Linked DNA regions of Hordeum vulgare: region 1 is linked to region 2. A link is a contact called in public Hi-C data. All regions are on one chromosome and are shown on one strand. The core of a region is the stretch at or near the end of the contact, and the rest is flanking DNA. Distances in the headings are between cores, read along the strand shown. Region 1 holds the start of LOC123397726. Region 2 holds the start of LOC123399994 (lysine-specific demethylase JMJ705-like).

Evidence for each region. Hi-C and Micro-C count contacts between places; a contact is called where the count stands out from the background.
Region 1: a Hi-C map of leaf shows a contact between it and region 2, with 3 times the contacts expected there. The contact joins the promoter of LOC123397726 here to the promoter of LOC123399994 in region 2. A contact is called at or near these places in 2 of 6 Hi-C or Micro-C datasets (leaf and seedling).

The regions. Positions count from the first base shown.
Region 1 is chr5H:222,477,705-222,480,895 of MorexV3_pseudomolecules_assembly, forward strand. It overlaps LOC123397726, which reads right to left and starts at 1,481. Exons shown (of 2, transcript XM_045092264.1): 1 at 1,129-1,481; 2 at 244-1,029. The coding sequence starts at 1,352. The coding sequence ends at 711.
Region 2 is chr5H:222,136,780-222,139,851 of MorexV3_pseudomolecules_assembly, forward strand. It overlaps LOC123399994 (lysine-specific demethylase JMJ705-like), which reads right to left and starts at 1,304. Exons shown (of 7, transcript XM_045094384.1): 1 at 301-1,304. The coding sequence starts at 1,144.

The DNA of each region.
Region 1 (3,191 bases), core at 231-2,730, 340 kb after region 2:
CCTATAGCACAATTTTTAAGTTTTTAAACAGTAAAATAAATGCCACCATGTGATTCTCCATATTTTTCTAGTCAAGTTACATATATGAAACATTTTAGTCGGAGCTATGGTTACTTAGTTACAAAATAAATAGTTTAAACATGACATTTATGTAAATTAAATTAAAACAACAAGCTAAACCTTTTTGTCATGGACGTAAGTTGGATATTGTAAATGTACACAAAATTCTGAACATATTTTCATATATAATTTTTTTAATCCGGTGCATGCTTAATTCGTTATTAACATTTTAGAACAAAGTCTTTTTCTGAAAAATATGCATGCACTAGAAAATGATAAATACACAGGGAGAAAAAAAATGCTTGGGAGAGAAGCAAGACGGTGCAGCGGACCAGTAGCGAATGAGGCCTAAGTCATATTTGTGCGTGTGAAAAATAAATAAACATGCAAAAGGTTTTTGGGTTCTCGCTAGTAGTCGATCCCACGACCTAGCTGGTGGCACGATGGAATGACCCTCTCAACTGATCATGTGCTACATATAAGAGATGCATCAAATTAACATGACATGAATCTGGGACTCGAACCGGGGGACCCATGAATGAGGTGTGGCTGCACTAGCCATCTCGGCTACAAGTATGCTCATGAAGGATAACAAAGACAACAACATTTAACATCAATATGGCAGAATGGATCTAGGAAAAACCTGAATTTCATATTAGAATTAAGATGCTCACGACGGGAAACAAGAGGGCGCCGGTGTTTGGGACCGCAGCGCGGCGACGGGAGTCCACAAGGTCGGGGTCATAGATGGGCGCCAAGGCTGGATCTGGGGGCGAACGTCCCATTCCCGACAGCGGCGAGGTACGACGGCATGGGGGCGATGGATGACAAGCTCCGGGAGAGATAAGAGAGAGGGAAGGAGGAGAGCGGTGATGGGGCGCGACAGGCCTGCGGAGCCGGTGCTCACGCAGCAAGTTGACCTCGCTGGAAGAGCGGCGAGGTCCATGTGCACCATGGCGCTGCTGGTGCCTGAAGAAAGAAAGGGACAGAGAGAGTTCAGAGAACAAACATGGGAAGGAAGAAGAAAGAGAGAGCGGGATTCGAGCATGGGGAGACATAGCACTGTACTTGGCGTGGTGGCGCTGCTGCTTGGTCTGGTGCTCCGGCGGCTCTCTGCTTGACGTTGCTGGTACTCCGACGAGCAGCACGAGGCGGCGGCTAGAGTAGGAACTAGGAAGGCTTGGGGACAAGGAACTCAGAGAGGTGCGTGACGAGACGCGGTGACATCCTATCGGATTCGGGCACAGGGCAAGGAGCGGATGCGGGTAGACCGGCGCTGGATGCGGGTGCATGCGGGAGATGGACCTGCCTAGCTCGCTAGCTGGCTTGGTGTATAATTTGAGGTGACTAGGTGGTTGCGTGGTGGATGTGAGTGGAGGTGGAGGAGATCCCAATGAAGAAGGCGTGGGTGGTGGCGCAACAATCGGACAAGAGAGGAATTCTAGGGATTGGTGTAGGGTTAAGGCATATATATATATATACACGTATAGTGAGAAGTTTAGGGGCTAGTAAGACCCTTTGATCTAAATCAGACAGTCGAGATAATAAGCTGGGGGAGTCCAATTGCAAAACCGATGATGGTTTCCGGTATTACGGAGATGATCCACACTCAATGGTCACAACCGTACGTTACGGGTTCAGGAAAGGTTTTCGGACGTGCGCAAGGGGTGTGCGCACTATGCAGAGGCGCTAGGCATAGCAGAGAGGGAAATCACACTCAACACGGCAACAAGTTTTTAAAATCAAAAAACGTGTGCGATTTGACCGGCTATAGTGCTGTGATGACCCACAAGTATAGGGGATCAATCGTAGTCCTTTCGATAAGTAAGAGTGTCGAACCCAACGAGGAGTAGAAGGATCTCGCAAGTGGTTTTCAGCAAGGTAATATCTGCAAGCACTGAAATTATCGGTAACAAGTGATTGTGTGGTGAGATGATTCGTAGCAAGCAACAAGTAACAAAAGTAGCAACGATGCAGCAAAGTCTCCCAATCCCTTTTGTAGCAAGGGACAAGCCTGGACAAAGTCTTATAGGAGGAAAAACGCTCCCAAGGACACACGGGAATTTCTGTCATGCTAGTTTTCATCATGTTCATATGATTCGCGTTCGTTACTTTGATAGTTTGATATATGGGTGGACCGGCACTTGGGTACTTCCCTTACTTGGACAAGCATCCCACTTAAGATTAACCCCTCTCGCAAGCATCCTCAACTACGAAAGAAGAATTAAGACAAAGTCTAACGATAGCATTAAACTAGTGGATCCAAATCAGCCCCTTACGAAGCAACACATAAACTAGGGTTTAAGCTTCTGTCACTCTAGCAACCCATCATCTACTTACTACTTTCCAATGCCTTCCTCTAGACCCAAATAATGGTGAAGTGTTATGTAGTCAACGTTCACATAACACCACTAGAGGAAAAACAACATACAACATATCAAATTACCGAACGAATACCAAATTCACATGACTACTATTAGCATGACTTATCCCAATGTCCTCAGGAACAAAAGTAACTACTCACAAAGCATAATCATATTCATGACCAGAGAGGTAATGAGTAGCATCAAGGATCTGAACATAAACTCTTCCACCAAATAATCAAACTAGCATCAACTACAAAGACTAATCAACACTACTAGCAACCTTACAAGTACCAATCGGAGTCGCGAGACGGAGATTGGTTACAAGTGATGAACTAGGGTTTGGAGATGAGATGGTGCTGATGAAGATGTTGATGGTGACGAGTCCCCTCCGATGAGAGGAGTGTTGGTGATGACGATCACGACGATTTCCCCCTCCGGGAGGGAAGTTTCCCAGGCAGGACCGTCCTACCGGAGCTCTAGATTGGTTCTGCTCAAGTTCCGCCTCGTGGCGGTGGCGAATCCTCCGAAAAGCTCCCCTCTAATTTTTTTTCCGGCCGAAACCCTTCATATAGCAAAAGATGGGCGTCGGAGGGGCAACAGGGGGCCCACAAGCCCTCCATCCCCGGCCAGGGGTGTAGGCCGGGCCTGGCAGGCTTGTGGCCTCTAGGTGGTGCCCCTCTAGTACCTCTTCCGCCCAGTATTTTTTATATATTCCCAAAACATTCCACGTTAATTTTCACGGATTTTGGAGTTGCGCAGAATAGG
Region 2 (3,072 bases), core at 54-2,553:
ATTCGCTAGTATTTTTTTTCAGAGCCATAAATTGCATATTGAAGGGCAATGGTTCCTGGTTAATTTACACGTTGTTGCAATTGCACATTGCTCATCTGAAGTTGCTGATAGCCTCACACTACCGACATGTCAGTTATATCCCCAATTGGCAGCAGAATTTGACAATTCAAAACAAGGTTTTGACTCTACAAGTCAAGAATGAAACACTTCCTATACTTTTCAAGTAAGTCAAATAGAATTCAAGCCCTTGTAAGCAAGAAACAGAAGTAAAGTAAAAGCATAGTGGAACAGAGGACTCACTGATAGCGTTGAGGTCGTCCGCGTACCCATGGACGCGGACGGCATCCTCGAAAGCAAGCATGGCATCTCGGGGCACACCGTACCAGGTCTTGGGCTTGCCGAAGTGGAGGTAGTTGAGGCTATGCAGCTCGTGGTCCTCCACGTGCCAAGCGAACCAGCTGTAGAGCATCGCCACGTACAGCATCGGCGTCGTGACGCCAGCCACGTCCCGGCTCATCGCTCGCAGCAGCGAACCCCGAGTGCGCGGAGCCACCCTCATGTTCCAGTCCGTCTCGCCGACGTCCCTGGGCGGCCCTGCCGGATTGTCAGTGTCCAGGTCTAGTACCTCCCGTTTGACGAAGCCGGACCCCGGCATGTCGTTGCCGTACTCGACATTGAATGGCCTCGCGGCGCAAGCGCCCCAGAAGAGCGCCTCGAGCTGGAGGGGCGTCGCGTGCCTTGGCGGTGTCGCGTGCCTCGGGAGTTCGAAGTCGCGGGCCTTGGAGCGGAAGGCCTCCAGGGTGTAGCGCTCGCCGCTCTCCCATACGCGACGGTTAGCACCGCGGCGGTTCTTTGTGGAGAGGCCCACCTGCTGGAGCCGCGTCGGGAAGGTGGGGCCAGCGTCGCCGGCAGCGGAAGCGGCCGCATTGGAGGCGAACGAGGCCTTGAGGCGCTGAACGGTGGCCTCCCGGGGCGGCGCCGGGAGCGGTGGGGCGATCTTGCAGATGCCGTAGCGAGACGCCTCTGGCTCGATCTTGAGGATGTAGGCGATGGGGTCAGCAAACTCCGCGAGGGTGGGGCGGTACTCCGGCGCCACGGGTAGTGTGCGCAGCCACTCCGGCGGGTCCACCGGTGGCAGCGACATGGCGGCGACAGCGGCGGTGGAGTAAGGTAGGGTTTCTTCAGGCGAGGAATTGCATGTGGGAGGCGATTTGGGGAATCGGCTTCGCTGCTCGCTTGGTGCTTGCTGCTGCTTCTGCTGCTTTGGGGGTAGTGAGAGAAAGAGAGAGAGAGAGTCAGAGACAAAGGGTTGGAGGAGAGAGAGATGTGAAGGGAAGGGGTGGGGATTTCCGCTATAGTCGGCTAAACGGGCCGGGCTAAACATGCGAGCAGCCTGCACAATTTAAACGGATCGTGGTGTTAGGCATGCATTCATGTCGAAATCACTAATTAATTAGGAGTATTCTTTTACCCCTCAAAAAAAAATTAGGAGTATTCTTTTTAAAGATAACTTTTATTTTCTTGCGACAAATGGCGCTTGTCGTAACTTTCAAGTATTCTCTTTTTTCGTAGATTCGTATCTTCAAAACGTTTTATCTTCTAAACCGTGCGTCCAAATCTCGAATTGTTTTCATCCTTGGATTTCTCGCATCGAGATTTTTAAAATTAAATCTCATGTTGATAAATTTTGATAAAAAATATTCAAGAAAAAACCGGGCTAAAAAACCGTGCTTCTCACTATAGAAAAAAAAGATAACACGTTTTTCGTGTTTTTCCTTTTAGAGAGGCAGTGCCTCATGTCTCTCACTAAGGCAAAATCATGCCTCTCACGTAAGCAAAATCATGCCTCTCACGAAAAAAAAACTCATTTTCGAGAGACACACGCGTGCCTCTTACAAAGGCAAAATCGTGCATCTCGCGGAAACAAAATCGTGCTTCTCGCAGAAAATAAAACAGAAAACGCGTTTTTTCCTTTTCGAGAGGCACGACTCGCGAAGGTAAAACCGTGCCTCTCATGAAAATAAAATTATGCCTCTCCAAAGAAGCAAAACCGTGACTCTCTAAAAAAACAGAAAACGTGAAACCGTGCCTGTTACGAAAGCAAAAAACCATGCCTCTTACGAAAAAATAGAAAACACGTCTTTTCGTAAAAAAAATGATTTTTTTTATATTTTCGTCAAAAGGCTAAGAAAGACTGTTCAAAAAGCGGAACACCAAAAAATGAGAAAAAAAACCAATCCAAATAGCCAAAAACGCGTGCGAAAAAAATGAAATCCGAAAGAAACGTTGAGAGGTCGACACATGGCGGCGGCTGAGAACGCGCCAAATGGCAGTGCGCGAAACTGCTTGGTGGGAGACTTTTGAAGGAGCGCTCGCTAACTAGTGACTCCCACCTCGTGTCGGGTCGACCTGAAGGCTGGCACGCGGGCCGGCATAGCACGGACTGTTTACAGTTTATATTTTATATTTATATTTATTTAGCCCAATGTGTCCAATGTGTCAAATTGGTCAAAAATAACCTAAAATTGGTCAAAACCGGGCCTCGCGTGTCCACGGGCTAGCCCGTATAGCTCCTGTGTCGTGTTTGGGACTGGAGGCTGCGCATGTCGGTCGATACGGCACGGCCCAGCTAATATTCGTGCCTAGACGGGTCGTGTCGTGCGGGGCCTATTTACGGTCGGGTCGTGTCGGGTCGGGTCGGTCCGGGCCGGGCACGTATACTCTAGACTCATATTTGCAAACCATTCTAGCAAAAAGGCAAATAACCAATGCAAAGAGGCAAGCGATATTTATTTGTGAGCAATACAAAATACTACAAAAATTGTACGTGTGTTGCAATGGAAGAAATTATAGCACCCCCACATTCTTCCTTCTGCTAAAGTAGCATAGCCTACAAGGCATGAGAATCAGGTTGTGCAGATGTGGTAGAGATGAACTAATCAGGTTGTGAAGATGTGGTAGAGATAAAACAATTAGGATGTGCACATGTGGTAGGGATGAAGCACTCTTGTGAATCATGTGAAAATTCGTCGGCTTGTTTTCGAGCGCCCACATATTGCCTTTGCGCCTAGG